Regions from separate parts of the Triticum aestivum genome. Here region 1 is linked to region 2. A link is a contact called in public Hi-C data. All regions are on one chromosome and are shown on one strand. The core of a region is the stretch at or near the end of the contact, and the rest is flanking DNA. Distances in the headings are between cores, read along the strand shown. Region 1 has its middle 9.5 kb from the start of LOC123092709. Region 2 holds the start of LOC123092708 (probable carboxylesterase 17).

Evidence for each region. Hi-C and Micro-C count contacts between places; a contact is called where the count stands out from the background.
Region 1: a Hi-C map of leaf shows a contact between it and region 2, with 2.8 times the contacts expected there. The contact joins the enhancer-like site here to the promoter of LOC123092708 in region 2. A contact is called at or near these places in 2 of 5 Hi-C or Micro-C datasets (both in leaf).

Annotation. Positions count from the first base shown.
Region 1 is chr4B:460,472,311-460,477,180 of IWGSC CS RefSeq v2.1, forward strand. No RefSeq gene overlaps it. Among protein-coding and RNA genes, the nearest start is that of LOC123092709, 9.5 kb to the right of the region's middle. Within about 2 kb of position 2,096, at least 6 of the 8 cell types and tissues checked have an H3K27ac peak or open chromatin away from gene starts, as enhancers often do. A contact at or near this core is called in leaf, where this site is marked.
Region 2 is chr4B:460,160,935-460,165,295 of IWGSC CS RefSeq v2.1, forward strand. LOC123092708 (probable carboxylesterase 17) reads right to left here and starts at 2,928. Exons shown (of 1, transcript XM_044514527.1): 1 at 1,362-2,928. The coding sequence starts at 2,762. The coding sequence ends at 1,686.

The DNA.
Region 1 (4,870 bases), core at 846-3,345, 310 kb after region 2:
AGGAGATGATTCCTGGGCATGGACTGCAGAAAAGTCGGGTAATTACACTGTGAAATCAGCGTACCTTTCTCTTATGACCTTGAACGAGCATTCTGCTCTAGGGGAAGGGACAGTCACGGAAAACTCAGAGAAGCAAAAGCAGTTGTGGACAAGACTTTGGAAGCTAAAAGTTATGCCAAAGGTGAGAGTGTTTTGGTGGCGAGTGCTAAGGGGAATTCTTCCCACTGAGTGCACTTTGAAACATCGACAAATTGTTGATTTGGCACGTTGTAAAGTCTGCCTTGATGCAGACGAGGACATGTATCATGCATTGATTAAATGCACTCATGCTAAGCTCTTCTGGAAGGAGGCGAGGGAAATTTTATCTGTCAAACTTCCAGAGCTCCATACAGCAACTTGGTCTAGGGATATTCTGTGTGACCCCAGATTTGATGAAGTGGACCAAGCAAAAATTATCACTGTCATGTGGGCGACTTGGACGTCCAGGAACAACATCACACATGATAGGGAAAGCTTGGATCCTGCTCACTCTATGAAGATGACAAGAGAGGCCTTGTCGCTGCTAGAACTACCCCAACGACATGCAAAGATCTTACCGGGCCATGGTTGGAGACCACCTGAGGATGATTGTATAAAGATCAATACGGATGCTGGGATTTCCATGGAGGCAAGAATGTGCGGACTGGGAGGTGTCGCCAAATCGTCTAATACTTTCTTGAGTGCTTGGTGCAAGCCTGTCCAGGGCACTGCGGATCCACTTGTTGCGGAGGCTCTTACTCTCCGCGAGGGTGTGGTTTTTGCTCAACTACGTGGCTTTGTGTGAGTGGAGATGGAGACCGACAGCTTGGAGGTCGTCGATCTTTGGAACTCGCGCCGCTCTTCGCGCTCGCTGATAGCGCCTGTGTTACTTGATATCGAGGGTTTAGCTGCTTCTTTTTCCTTTTTTTACTATTAGTCATGTAAAGAGACATTGCCAATATCTCCGCCCATCTGTGTGCAAAACTTGCTTGCACGACGGAGGTGACGGAGTGTTGGATGAACAATCCTCCGAACTTGCTGATCACCAGTCTCATGGCCGATAGTGTCGGAGCTCTTTCTTATGAATAAAGTCCTCAATTATCCCGCAAAAAAAAAACCCAGAGCGTCCATCGACTGATAAAGAAAAGCGAGTGATCCAAATTGATGAAAGTCAATTTTGAGAGAAAATCGACTTGTCCAAATTATTTTTTTCATGCAACTTGTCCCTAGCCAGACCCTTAGAAAAAATAACATCCCGCGTTTTCAGACCATCCACTCCATAGCTTAATGACAGTCCTCCTAACCTTGTGATAAACAAAGTGAACCAACACAACCATCAATCTCAACCCCGTAGTATTTTATTTTCCCATAGCCCAAGGTAGACTATTCTTAAGGTAATGGTAGGAACGGGCCTATGCCTAACTTTGAGTTGACGCCCCTTTCTCCAAAGTCCAAATCAAGCTTCCCCCCTCCTTGTCCAACCCCTCAATCAACACTTACAACATTATCACGATCTACTTAGGTCAGGACAAGCCTCTGTTTGTATTACTTGTGGTGGCTAATGTTTTTTATTAGCTTTTATGTGGTGTTTCTAGTACATTCATTGTTCGCAGTAAGGTGTAGTCTCTTGTACTTGTTTTTTGCCTTCTATAAAATATGATGCATATAGATATATTTTTAAAATAAAGTCAGCACAGTTGTACAAATTGCTCATGCAGACACGGGATCCTCCTATCCATATGGTCACCGCCGTCGGCACGTCGACGGCGACGCCTCAGAGTTCCGGCGACCCGTACCCGCACGAGCGCCACACCATACACGAGCTCGACCCAGCCGCTTTCTTCCTTTCTATCTTTCCGCTCGCCGCCCCCTTTTGCCAGACGACTCGGCAGGTTACCGTGTCTCGCTATCGCTTTAGCTAGCTCCGCGTCGCATCGGAGAAAGGCGCACAGCACGCACGATCGGCGCACAGAAAAAGACTAGGCGCGTATCCAAAAGGCTATGTATCTATGTGTGGATATACGTGCATCGATCACCGGCGCCTCCTCCTAACTTGGGCCGGTGCACCAACCAAGAACGGCAGAAGCACACCAGACCAGAGTGGCGCCAGCGCAGCGCGTACGTACGCTTGCTTCGCTTTCCTTTGGTCCAGGCAAGAGGAAGGCAAACACACCGTCTCGTTGAAGCTGGTGCGAGGTGGCCCAAGTCTGTCGTGGTTATCCGCTTTGCGTGGCCACGTCACAACTTTCTGAATTTGTTTTTCTGGATGGAAACCGCGACTCCCTGAACTTGTTTCTAGGTGCTGTAAGTGCGCACGGCACTGTAAAAGTCTCTCCAACTGGCAAAAGTTTCTAGCTTCCGTGAAGTGCTATTGATCAGTTTGTCGTTACCACTCAGCTAAGAAAGGTGCGACAAATAAGTTAGCGAGCTATAAGGCATAAAGGATCAACAAAACGAGTGCTAATCCCTACTCTACATGGCTACAACATAGTAGGGGAGATCTGATCACACCCAAAAGACTCAACTAGCAGCCATAGTAGAAAGTCCAATCCTGAATCGACCTTCCACTTGCGGCAATAAGCTACTAGCAGCAATTAATGGCGAAAATCATTGGCGGCATGGCCTTAATGTTATCCACGGGATGCTTGCGTCCTTGGTGTGCCTACGCGCTACGGGCCCGGGCCAACCAGATTTTTAATCCCCTCACTCGATTTTAATCCCCCGGCCCGCGCGCGCCATCGTCTCAAGAGGTCGTGGAGGTCAGGCCACGCATGTGCACCGGATAAATGGGGACACTGTTCCGTCCTTGCGTCGGCTCGCTCGGTTGGAGACGCATCCAACGCTACGGTCGGATATATTCATGCAGGCACGATGAAATATAAGATTTTTTCCCTGCCAAATGTGGCACTCACTGCGCCACACGGCAGTATCAATGTGCCCACTACACCAACACGAGCGTGTGTTTTTCTAAGAGCTACCCTACCCTGCCTAGTGGTACAAGCATGGAAGCATTGGTAGGGTTGATGATAGGATGGGTGGCCTAGTGAATTGAATCGACAGGCTATCCTACCACTTGACCACAAAAGACAGCCAGCTCCAAATGGACCACCTTAGGCTGCTCATAGTGGGAAGTAACTTATACTAGTATCGTTCATGCATACGATACTAGTCTAATTTACTACTTTTATGGTGCAAAGTAACATAGTAATAGTGTCATAGATGGCTTTATTTATTAGCTTATAGACTCATTTTGCCTCGAGAAATGCTATGTTACAGTAACATATTATGTCGAATTTTGGGTTCCGGCAGACCCTCTAGATTCGAACACTCGGGTGCGCGCGAAGATTTCGCCCACTACCTTCCGGCACCTCACCGCCTCGCTATGATCTAAGCTACGAAAGGAACAACACAAGAGATACAGAGTTTATACTGGTTCAGCCCATCATTGTGGTGTAATACCCTACTCCAGTATGTGGTGTGGTGGATTGCCTCTTGGGCTAGTGATGAACAATACAAGGAAGAACAGCCTCGCGAGGGTCTGTTCTTGGCTGGTGCGATGAACTGCTAGGGGGAGTTCAGTCGCTCTACCAGATGCCTCTACCCTGGGGGTGGCTAGTCCTATTTATAGGCAAAGGTCCTGGGACTCTTCCCAAATATTGAGCGGAAAGGGCGCCAACAATTGACCATTTTAAAGGGGAACATCTAGTACACTTATCCTGACTAAAGTTGGTCCTCGCCTGTCAAAGGCTCTGGTGGTGACGCCAGCTTGGGCTCCACAATGACCTCCTTCCTGTCGTTGCGACGGTCTTGGTCTTGTTGCACCGAAATGGATGCCTTTGCTTGATGCTCTCGCCTGCGCTTGCTTCCTTTGCACCAAAGAGGAAAGGAGGACACTGTGCGGACTGACGCCCGCCTGGCGCCCTTGGTCGTCATGGCTTGCGTCATAGGCACCTCGTGAGGTACCCCGCCTTGATCTCTCCGCCTCCTCGCGAGCCAGCCTGACGAGGCCATGCCTAAGGAAGCTTCTTGTCGTCCGCCCCGCGAGGCTTGGCCCCCCGCGAGGATCTTGAGCTCGTGCTGATGAAGATGGGCCATGCTGGGCCGCCCCTTGAGCCACGCCGCAGGCCGCAGGCAGGCAAGTCTGGGGACCCCCGTTCCCAGAACGCCGACATATTATGTTACCACAAACACCTCTTTCCTCATTAAATACATGCCACATAAGCAAAATTATCTTGGATGTGTTAAGTTACTACCTAAGTTACCCCCACTATGGCTAGCCTTACTAGTAGATGCACTGCATGCACCAAGGAAAATATTAGAGTCAGAAATGCTCCAACCTGGATGGGAACTTTGAGGTGGAGCGAAATTTACAAGTTTCAGCGAAATCCTGTCGACTCGAACTGTTACCTCGATTGTATTATTGTTACGACATGGGCCGGTCTTCTTGGGCTTTACTTTTTTCGCGAATACGCAAAGCTTGCGTATCATTCATTGATAGAAGGAGAAGAACGAGTACAGAGGGTACAACATATGACACGAACGCAGACAGACGTGAACATGGTGCCCGGAGCAGAGAGACAAGGGATGCTCGGCCCAAACAGAAGGGACATCACAGCTAAACCTACCAAACTCGAGCCAAGAACAACGATGCCAAACCAACAAGAACTCCAACACTGTGCGAGCCAAAAATCGAGGACACCACGAGCGAGCAAGATAGTGCCTGCAAGAAGGAAGACGACGCCGAGACTCCGTCACTATCTGGTCCGGGAGACCCGGACCTAGGGTTTCCCCTGAGCTCGAAGAGGGGCGCAACTAAAGGCCTTGGCAGCGCCTCCAAGAAGGAAAACGACAC
Region 2 (4,361 bases), core at 1,678-4,177:
AGAAACCTCGTCGGTTGCCACTCCAGCCACGACTCCGCGATGCGTCGACCGTTATGACTGTGGGGGGGGGGGGTGTCCGTCGGCTTGCCTTCGGATTCTTCTCCAGTCTCACCGTCTGCGTCGCTACCGTTATGACTGCGGGGGGATGTTGAGTATAATGTTTATTAGGAAAGACGAGATAGACTAGGATTTGTTCTGGCTTGTCTTGTACTCCAAGTAGATCATTGTACTCATATATATATGCCCACGAGGCTCAAGCAATATAACGAACAATTCCACCAAATCTCTCTCTTCCTTCTAACAGTTTTGTCCAACAATCTTCAAAACACTCTAGGGGGACAAAAGTCTGTTTCGAGAGTACAATTAGGATGTTATTTTATCAATAAAGACCCGTTTTAAGTCAAATTCGTGCGTAGCAATTCTAAACAAAGGTCCAAGTTGATGGTAAAATTCATGTGTTTTTTCTCTAAAAGTGAGATTACCCGTCACTTAGTTTCATTCCTTTAAACCCAACAAATAGTGCTACCCAAATAGATATTCCTATCCCTATGTTTCCTATACTTTTTCTGTGAACCAACCAAACAACTCCCAAAACACAACCTTTTTGGGAATAGGGGGTAAATTCTCAGTGTGTATGGTAAGGAATTAAAAAACTTGTAAACAACACTCGGCACATGCATGGTCTCAATTTATCATTTCGCAAGTGACCAAGCAATGACTTATCATATGCATTGTGGCTAAACTTGCCAGTGTTGCCGAGTCTCCTTTGAGATGATCACGCATGATGTTAGCCTGCTTGTACGCAATTGTTTGCCTGCCGCCATGATGTGGTTGGCGAGACAGGCAACGAAGCAATGATACAGCTGCAACGCTGCGTGCCTTACAATTTACAAGCCGCAGAAAACATATGCACTTGAGGCTTGCATCCAAGAGCACGAGCGCAGGAAGAATGATGCGTCCGTCCAGCGATCGACCGGCCGGCCTGTCTGATGCATTGCAGCAGCGGCACTAGCACCCGGACGCACCCGCACTTGCGTTGTTGCGCCACGGTTGGGGGTCATGTGACGGCCTCCCATCGGGAAACGTACCCAAGATTCTATTCTGTTCTTACCAGGTGCTAGCCTAAGATCTACTAGCCGACTGATGATTGCGCTTAGACAAGTCCCGGGCTCCATCATCGAGCAAGCAAGCCTGAACCTTCCCAAAGCAGCGACGGGAAACATAGAAAAGAAGGGATGGTGCAAAGTGCAAAGCACCAGACAAGCAGACAATGATTTGTTCCCGGGGCCTTTTCGGGTTTCCTTGATCATGCAAACACCATCAGCCGAGTTAGTATTTAAACAACACAACTACACAAGCAGTAGTAGTAATATATATATTGATCCGCCTTTGTAAGCAAGGATACAATGAACAACACGATGTACATACATGGAGTGGTAGTGGTAGTGGTAGGAGTATTATTTTTCCGCTACACTTTTGCTTTCCGACAGCACTAGCTACAACAATCCAAGTTCGGCATTGGACCCTTTTCTTGTCTTTTCCTTCACTTGGGCGAGTACCACAAGTTACTACTGCTTACACGGTATCTACTCTGAAAGCCTGGAACTGGTAGTGGATTAGACTGGATTAAGTAATTATAATCGACGGGTGACACTGACATGACACGGCGGACGAGTGTGTGTCTGTCAGCTGGACCTGGCGCCGACGAAGGCCCGGATGTGCGCGAGCATCTCCTGCGTGCGCGGCTGGGACAGGTGGCAGTTGTGGAGCACCTGGAAGGCGTGCCCCACGCCGCCGTACGTCGCCTGCTCCACGCTCTTGCCGGCCTTGCGCAGCGCCCTGCACAGCTCCAGGTTCCGGTCGCGCAGGATGTCCGCCTCGGAGATGCACACCAGCACGGGCGGCAGCGCCAGCGTCTCCAGCCGGGGCGCGCCGCGGGCCAAGGGGTTGCACCAGGGGTGGTCGCGGCTGGCCCCGGCCGGTAGCGCCATGCGCCAGTAGCTGTCGGAGGTGGAGAGGTTCAGCGCCGACCCTGGCGGCTGCGGCATGCTCTTCTCCGACGCCGTGCGGGCCTCCCCGCCGAAGAAGGGCTGGATCAGTACGGCCCCCTTGACCGAGAGCGGGGCCAGAGCGCCCAGCTGGCCCTGCCCGACCCGCGCCGCGACGTGGAACGCGATGGCGGCGCCCGCGCTGTCGCCCATGAGGAACACGCGGTCGAACCTGCACCGGCTGCGCCACCACGAGACCTCGTCGGAGGCGGTGTTTCTGCTCGCCTGCTGCCGCAGCCACCGCAGCGCCGTGAGCCCGTCGTCGAACGCGGCGGGCAGGCGGTTCTCCGGCGCGAGGCGGTAGTCGACGGACATCACGGCGCAGCCCGCCCGCGCGGGGAGCTGGGCGACGAACTCGTGGTAGCAGCTCCACGCGGCGGAGCCGACGCTGAACCCGCCGCCGTGGAAGTACACCACCACGGGAACCTTCCCCGCCGCGGAGGCCGGCGCGTACAGGCGCGCCCACACCCCCGTGGCGCGGTCGACCGCCACGTCGCGCGCGAGGACGCCGCTCGCGGCTGCCGTCGAGCCCCACGTGCAGGGCACGTCGGGGATCGCCGGGAGGCGCTCCACGTGCCCGTCCTTGTACACGCGGATGAGCCCATGTATCTCCTCCACGACGGCGCCGTGGCCCCCGCCGTTCTTGCCGACCTGCTGCTGGAAGCTGACCCGCGGCTCGCCGACGTGCAGTGCCCCCATCCTCCTCCTTATCATGCAAAAGCCCTCGCGCGCGCGTCGGCCTAGCTCGATCGCGAGCGGCGCAGCCGGCAGGCAGGTGCGAGACAACGAGAGTGCTAGGACTTGTGTTGTCTGTGCGCTGTGTGGTGTCCCGGGAGCCGGCGGCGGACACAATTATGCAGCGTTGTCCGGGGAGCTTGGCCGGTGGCCGGGTTTTATAGCCGGGAGGGGGCGGTGGGACAGGTGTCGGGCTGGCTTTGGCTGCCGAGCGATCGAGTGGACTCGCCAAGTGGGGTGGTGGTGGGTACGGTGATTCGCGCACACGGCGAAGTGTGTGAAATGATCCATTCGTGAGCGACCCCTGCAAAAGTCCACCGTGTAGGAACACTTGGGACGCTTCGGTCTTTTGTACGCTGTCTATCAGCTAGTCGTGTTCCAGCCTCTACACTCGGAAATCCAACTCGATGCTCAGACTCATGTGTTGCCGGTCAAAAACAAAATCAAAATAAATACTAAAAAAATTCAAAAAAATCCTCCTTTTTAGGTAGATAATTTAATGTGTGAGGTCTGTTTTAAATTTCAACTCATTTGAACATTTTAGCAGTTCTCGGCAAAAAAACAAAAACAAATCGGGGTCCGTAAAAAAGTTTACTGTTCACACATTGTTTCAATCCGATTTGTCTTTTTTGTCGAGGGCTACTCAGATGTCCAAGTGAGTTGAAATTTGGAGCAGACCTCACGCATTAAATTTCTACCACACAAAAAATGGATTTTATTAATATTTTAGTATTTGTTTTGATTTTTTTCGCCAGCCCGGGTGCAACTGAGCCCGGAAGCAGAAACGCCTCGTCCCTCTACACTCTTCTTCCTTTTTCCGAGAGTTCGCAAATGGCGTACCTTATTTTTATAGAAGGTAGAAAGTTATGTACAAAAGCCTTAACGGATGCAAACATCTCGTAGGGTAGCCAACACACCCACGCCTATACCCTAGATACATGAAGACTACTATCTCACGGAAGGCTCTAAAGCACCAACGCCGCCCAGACCTGCCTTCTTCCACTCATCAATCTCGTCAAGTATTTCTGTCTTGAGTTGTGGCGCCGTTTTATGTCTCGAGGTGTTGTTGAACACACTTGCATTACGTTTTTTCCAAAGAGCCCAAGCAATTTCTATGGTTACGGAGTCGAACCCTCTTCACATCTTCCTGTTGAAACACAATCGTTGGTGTAGCCACCAGTCTATGAATGTTACTTTCGTGGATGGAGCTTGGATGTTGATTCTCAGCGCATGAAAGCATGAATGCCACACTTCTCTTGCGTAACCGCAGAGGGCCAAGATATGGTCAAGTGTAGCAAGGCGATGGGGCATCTCGTAATCCATGACGAGCATGACGACCGGACTTCCAAAGATGATACTAGTTGGCCAACCACGTGAAAATCTTGCATTTTAGTGGAGCCCAACTTTGCCAAATGCAGCCGGTTGTGGTGAACTGAATGTGCCCCATGCAAAGTCTCTTGTATGCCGAACTAGCAGTGTATTTCCCAGACGCATCACAAGGCCAATCAAAAGGGTCCGGCACCACGATGTCCCTCTCCGCCATGGCGATGGCTTGGCAGAGCTGGTAGACTTGCATGT